Linked DNA regions of Ovis aries: region 2 is linked to region 1. A link is a contact called in public Hi-C data. All regions are on one chromosome and are shown on one strand. The core of a region is the stretch at or near the end of the contact, and the rest is flanking DNA. Distances in the headings are between cores, read along the strand shown. Region 1 holds the start of ABCB9 (ATP binding cassette subfamily B member 9). Region 2 overlaps KNTC1 (kinetochore associated 1).

What was found. Hi-C and Micro-C count contacts between places; a contact is called where the count stands out from the background.
Region 2: a Hi-C map of tail adipose tissue shows a contact between it and region 1, with 4 times the contacts expected there. The contact joins the enhancer-like site here to the promoter of ABCB9 in region 1. A contact is called at or near these places in 5 of 16 Hi-C or Micro-C datasets (hypothalamus, liver, omental adipose tissue and 1 more).

What each region holds. Positions count from the first base shown.
Region 1 is chr17:52,607,256-52,610,462 of ARS-UI_Ramb_v3.0, forward strand. It overlaps ABCB9 (ATP binding cassette subfamily B member 9), which reads left to right and starts at 1,428. Exons shown (of 12, transcript XM_027956446.2): 1 at 1,428-1,522.
Region 2 is chr17:52,889,736-52,892,942 of ARS-UI_Ramb_v3.0, forward strand. KNTC1 (kinetochore associated 1) reads right to left here. Exons shown (of 61, transcript XM_060401137.1): 61 at 2,377-3,207. Among named protein-coding and RNA genes, the nearest start is that of HCAR2, 54 kb to the left of the region's middle. Within about 2 kb of position 1,631, at least 19 of the 54 cell types and tissues checked have an H3K27ac peak or open chromatin away from gene starts, as enhancers often do. A contact at or near this core is called in hypothalamus and tail adipose tissue, where this site is marked.

The DNA.
Region 1 (3,207 bases), core at 178-2,677:
TTCAGCTTGATTCTATCCCTTGTTTTTACTCAACACATTCAGGTCATTTCATACCTTTCTGTAACTTTTGTGTATAGATTGACACAGGGTTTTTTTTTTTTTCCCCCTGCTACAGGGTATTCTGTTGAGCATGCTCTGTAATTATTTGGCGAGTTCCCACCAGACTTTTGCTCTTCCAGTAACTATCTGCAAACTAGTATCTTCCGCTCCCTCCACAAGTCTATCTATAGAAGAACTTCCTACTGGCTCAAAAAAAAAGTGCATTTACAATTCTGCACTTGGCCAGATCCCCTTGAAAGAAGCTGTCCCATGTGAGGAGCAGAGGCTGTTTTAAATTCAGGGGGTGTTTTCAATCTCTGACTGAAGGCTGGATAGAGACAGGGGCATATCTTGTCTGCCCCACCCACAACCCCTCTGGGCTTGAACTACTCTCCTGCCCATGAATGGAATCCCTCTTCTGTTCCTCAAATGCCAGGTGGGTTCCCACCTCAGAGCCTTTCCACTGGCAGTTCCTTTCACCTAGAATACATCCCCTCCCGATCTTTCCATGGCTTCCTTTCTCCCCTTTCACCTTCCTCAGGAAGCCCTTCCCAGTGGGAAGCTGACCCATGGCACTTTCCATTGCCTCACTGGATTTTATTTACTTTACAGGAAATAAGTAATAACCTGGCACTACCTGAGATGATCATACCGTATTTACTTGTTGATTTTCCGCACCCCACAAAGAATGGGAGTTTTCTTTTTTCACACCCAGCATCGAGCACCTAGACCCCAGCGATCACGGAGGACATGTAGGTTCCCTCCTCTCGCCCACTTCCCACCACTCTGCTCTATTTTTCTCCATGAAATGTATTCCCTTCCAACAAGTATAATTTACTTATTCATTATGTGTATCGCTTGACTCTCTCACTAGAATGTCAGCTCCAGAAGGGCAAGGATCTTGTTTTGTTCTCCACAGCATCTATTAACACTTAAAAGAGGGCACAGAGCATAGTGCCTTTCCCCAAATATTGGTTGAATGAATGAGGATCATAACCTCCTTCCTCCAGGGCTGGCAAGGCTGTCCCTCTGGAGCAAAAGTCAGACTAAAGAGCAGGCCCCCCGCAGCAGGTGTGGCCATTTCCTCCTGCTCAGAATGGGCCTGAGGCCTCTAAGGGGTGCAGCCGGAGCTGAAGGGCCTTGGCCTTGAGGATGGGGGCGGGGCTCGCCGCAGGTGGGGGCGGGCGGGTAGTCCTGGTCACGCCCCCACAGAGGCTCCGCCCAGCGGGAGGCCCCTCCCCGCCCATCAGCGGGCCTGGGTGCCGGCCCTGCCGGGTTTGCTCCGACCTTGCTGCGGCGCAGCCCGGGGCGGGAGGCCCGGAGGAGCAGCGGGAGGAGGGAGGAGCGGCGGGGGAAGGGAGGGGCGGAGCGAGCGCAGCGCCGGGCTCAGTCTCCAATGAGCCGCGAGGAACCGGCGCCCCTGAGGACCCCAGCCCGCTGCTCTCCCTCCCCACGGCCCACCTGGTGCCAGGTAAGGGAACAGGTAAGAGTGCAGCGCCCTGGGCCCCCGACCCAGATCTTTCTCAGGTCGAGGTGCTATGCCGGCACAGGCTGGGGGGCCACTTGGCTCTCCCTGTCCCGGGGGTGGAGTAAAGGCATCTCGGTAGAAAGTGGGAGCCTCCTGGGAGCCTTCCTGGCCCCCGCCTTGGGACCCCAGCGCCCGCAGTCGCAGGTCCCAGCCCCCCATCCCTGCAGCATCCTTTCCACACCGCAAGGAGATTGCATTTTTTTTTTTTTAACCTTTCAGGTGCCGCCACCTCTTGGAAAATGGTGGGGGTGCCTTTTGAGGGTGGATCCTGGGATGACTGTTCCCCAAGGATCTGACTGGCAGCTCTAACGAGGGCTCCCCGCACCCTCCAGCGGCCGTGCTCATAGATCCTAAGAGCCTGGATATATCAGAAACCTGGGGGCAGGCCTGGGCCTGCCGACCTTGGCGAACCCCTTCCCCCGACTCACCCTGGCTGGCCATTGGGTTGAGCCTTCTCTGCCTCCATCCTGGCAGTTAAGCCTGTGGGTTCCCAAGGGTCTCTGCCTTGTTTCTAAGCCTCTGTTAAAGCAGGGTGCCCCTCCCCAGACCTGAGGTTAATTAAAATAGCTTTCAGCTGGTCTGACAGGATTCCCCGCCCACTGCCCCGCCCCCTGGAGACTGGCTGGCCTCCATTCCCTTGCTTCAGGCGGGCAGGTGCCAGGTGACAAAAGGAGGCTGGCAGGAAGGCCACTGTAGCTCCCCAGTTCGCTTCACCTACCGCTGAGAGTCATCTGAAACAACTCGCAGAAGGCCCAGCGTGGGCTAGGGAGCTCAGCAAAAGTGGGAGTCAGGGAGGAAGAAGTCCTGGCCCTGCATCCAGAGACCCCACAGTGACACCGTCCCACAGCACCGGCCCCAGTCAGCTGGACAATACCACTGGGGGTGAAAAGTTCACCCCAGAAGTTGAACTGAACTGGGTGGGCCCCTCCAGGTCCTTCATGACGCTTTCTTGGGAGCCCTGCGTAGCTCATGGGTCCCAGAGAGTGAAGTGTGGATTTCACCTGTTCTCTGCGGGTCATTTGACTTCCCCAAGCCTTTGTTTGCCTACCTGTAAAATGGGAATGATAACTGAGAGACCCTCTCTGAGTAGCAGTGAATAATCAGAAAGGGAGGTGCCAGGCACTTAGCACATTGTCAAACACTTAGCAATACTCCTTAAACGTAAACAGTAGCTGTCACCCTTGTAATAATAATTGCTATTTATTGTCTCCTGGCTGTTTCAGACTTTCCTTTTGTGCATCTGACAGCTGGCGATGCCCCAACCACCATTTCTTCTACCGGAAGAAAAAGCCTTTGACAGGACTGTCAGTGAGGGTGGGGTCATTTGCTAATCCTATGCCATTCCTTAGCTTTTAGGGTCAAAGCAAGTTGACCTGTCTTCCTGGGCACATCAGGCCCTGGGCACAGCCTGCCCTGACCTCTGGCCACCACCCTGTCCTTGTCCCTTGGGGCACGCACGTCACCCATGTGCCCACAATTTGCCCTCCACCTTCACCTGGCCAAACCCAGGTCAGGCAGATGGAGAGAATGGACATGGCTCCAAGCATCCCACTGATCCCCATCCTCCCCTCCTCTCAGTCTGGGCTGGTGGTTGTGTCCCCTTCATTCTGCTGCTCAGTAACTTTAAAAATAACAAGAGT
Region 2 (3,207 bases), core at 381-2,880, 280 kb after region 1:
GGGTTTGATCCCTGGTCTTGGAAGATTCCACATGCTGAGGAGTAACTAAGCCCTTGCATGACAACTACTGAGCCTGTGTGCCTAGAGCCTGTGCTCCTCAACAAGAGAAGCGGCTGCAATGAGAAGCCTAAACACTGCAACGAAGAGTAGACCCTGCTCGCCTCAACTAGAGAAAGCCTGAATGCAGCAACGAAGACCCACCACAGCCAAAAAATAAAATAAGCTTAAAAAATAAAAAAGCTAACCTGCTCCCTATCAGAACTTGTGTGCATGTCTATTCATCTTCCACCAACTTGACATGATTCCTAATCTAAAATTATTTTATTTTATTGTATTGACGGATAACTGACATGTAATAATAGTTTCAGGTGTACATAACTCATTATTTGTATATTTGATGAAGTGATCACCACAATAAATCTAGTTAACATCCAGAACTTTACTCTGAACAATGAAACCAGTGTTAAGATGGAGAAAGAAATCCTTTTTAGCCCAGCTTGAGCCCAGGAAGTGCAGGCGTTCCCAACCCCCTGGGCCATGGACCAGTACCGGCAGGTGCCCTGTTAAGAACTAGGCCACACAGCAGGAGGTGAGCAGCGGGCGAGCAAGTGGAGCTTCATCTATATTTACTGCCACTCCCTATTGCTCGCATTACTGCTTGAGCGCAAGAAAACAAGCTCAGGGCTCCCACTGATTCTGCATTATAGTAAGCTATGTAATTACTTCATTATACATCACAATGTCATAATAATGAAGCGCACAATAAATGTAATGTGCTTGAATCATCCCGAAACCACACCCACTCCCCAACCCCCATTTGTGGAAAAACTATCTTCCACAAAACCAGTCCCTGGTTCCAAAAAGGTTGGCGACTGCTGATGAAGCGGAACGGTCATTTCCATTTGTTACGTTCTAGTGCCACCACATGACCCTTTTGTTCCTTGCACATTTATGCCCAAGAATAACAATCACAGGCTCTACTTGTGAGCTCAGCCTTATAATTACAGTTTTCTTAAGGATTAATCACATAGATGCTAAAGAAATACAAACGTAAATACCGAGACACTATTTTCACTGATCAAATTAGCAAAAAGTTTTAAAAAGAAAAACTGCCCACCTTTTGGGAGGATGCAGTAAAGGAGACATCTGTTTCTGGTAGGAATAAGGTTTCGTGAAGACCTTTGGAAATCACAGTAGGTGATGGAACCAGGGGGGTCAAACCCAGACTTGTTATTTATCCAAAACCCATGTTTTTAATCGTATTACGTTGACTTTCCTATACAGAAACATTTTTCTCAACAAGCCAAACAAAGGCAAATGAATTCTAGTATTATCAGCTCCAGTTTATTCACAAGTAGAACCAAAAGAAGTGTGATTAACATTTCTGTGTGCTGGGTGGAAGGTTTGCAGCTTCACGCAGCCCTTCCAGCCAGCTTCCTTCCTGTCCTGCCAGGGGCTTACAGCCTGCAGCCTTCATCTCTCAGGCTCCTTGCCAGATGGCTTCTGTTTAGCTCTGTCATTTCTTGGCACAGGCACGGGAATTAGAAGGTTGCTGAAAGCAAAATGCTGCTGTTTTTTTTTGCCTACTGGAGGGGGGGCTTGGCAGTGCAGCACTAGCGGAGGATAACCAAGGGCTGCAGGGGCAGCAGTGCCAGGGGGAGGAGGCTCAGTCTCTGGAACAGCAGCATCCCCGGCTCAGAGCCAAAGCAGCTTCTTCTCTTTTTTTTCCCACTTTATGTGCTGCTGCAGAATCTTAGTTCCCAGACCAAGGATGGAAGCCGAGCCCCCTGCATGGGAAGCACTGAGTCTTCACCACTGGACCGCCAGGGAAGTCCCCAAAGGCAGGTTCTGATGTTAGGCTAATAGCCCCTTCCCTTTGGCTTCTCCAGTGCCCCTTCTTCATCTCCCTTTTGCCTTTCAGTCCTCTTGACACCTTTGTAATCAGTTCCTGACACTCAATCCTTCTCCGCTTCAACTATCTAGAGTGGTTTCTGTACATCTGGCTGGCCACTGATGGATACACACGGCAGCAAAGATTATAGACATATTTACTCGAATGACTATCAGTTAAAAAGACTGATATTCTGGGACTTCTCTGACGGTCCAGTGGTTAAGACTTCAGCTTCGAATGCAGGTGACATAGGTTTGATCCCTGGTCGGGGAGCTAAGATCCCACAGGCCTTGTGGCCAAGAAACCAAAACATAAAACAGAAACGATATTGTGACAAATTCAATAAAGACTTAAAAAAAAAAAAGAAACTGATATTCTTATTTACATAGGTGGAAGAGAAGGATGTAAGCAGTTGCTTTACTTATTGGGAGAACAAAATACTTTTCTTCATATAGAGTACAAAAAAACAGAGTCTCTACAAGTTATGCACGTAACTGGCAAGGAAAAGATTTATTAATTTGGGACATGAGTTGTTTATCAGGCAGTTCTGCTGTTATTAAGCATCTTAGTTATTACTTCTTGGGGAATATTTGACAATAGCTATTGCACACAGATTGCACAATTTAAAAACTGTAATAAATAGTGTCAGTTATTAACAGATTCCAAACTTCTTGTTCTTCTTGAAAAAACTTTGATCTATTAGGATCCATTAAACATCTAAATGGGAAGAAACACAAGCATTTTTATGAGTGTCAGTGTTTTAAACAGAAAATTGTTTGACAAACTACAGAAAAGGCTTAACTATATTGCTAAAAATCTATGTATGAGGTTATTTTGCATTTTAGACAACTATGATCAGAGAAAAACAGATACATTCTAAGGGCCACAAACTTGCCTCCTGAATCAATACTCTCCCTTTTTGAAAAAAGTAATCTTACGCCATTGATCACAATAGACTGGAAATGAACAAAGGAAGTTACTAATGGATGTTAACAAAATGTAGGCTAAATATTTTAATATGCTTGATCTGGACCAATGGAAGAAAAAACCACAATAACCTAATTATGTTTACTAAAACTACCAAAACAAGATCAAAATGAAAAATTTTACCTTATACTTAAGTTCAGAACAAGACTAAAAATGATTTATGTGCGGTTTTTATACACAAAAGCATTTGGGAGAATGCACATGAACATGTTAACAGTGATCTTATCTCTGGTTCCTGAGATTTCAAGTGTTCAGTTTTTTTGTTATTATTATTGTTTTCTCCGGCAGATTTTTGTTTTTCTATACTGGACATATATGTCTTAGCTAAT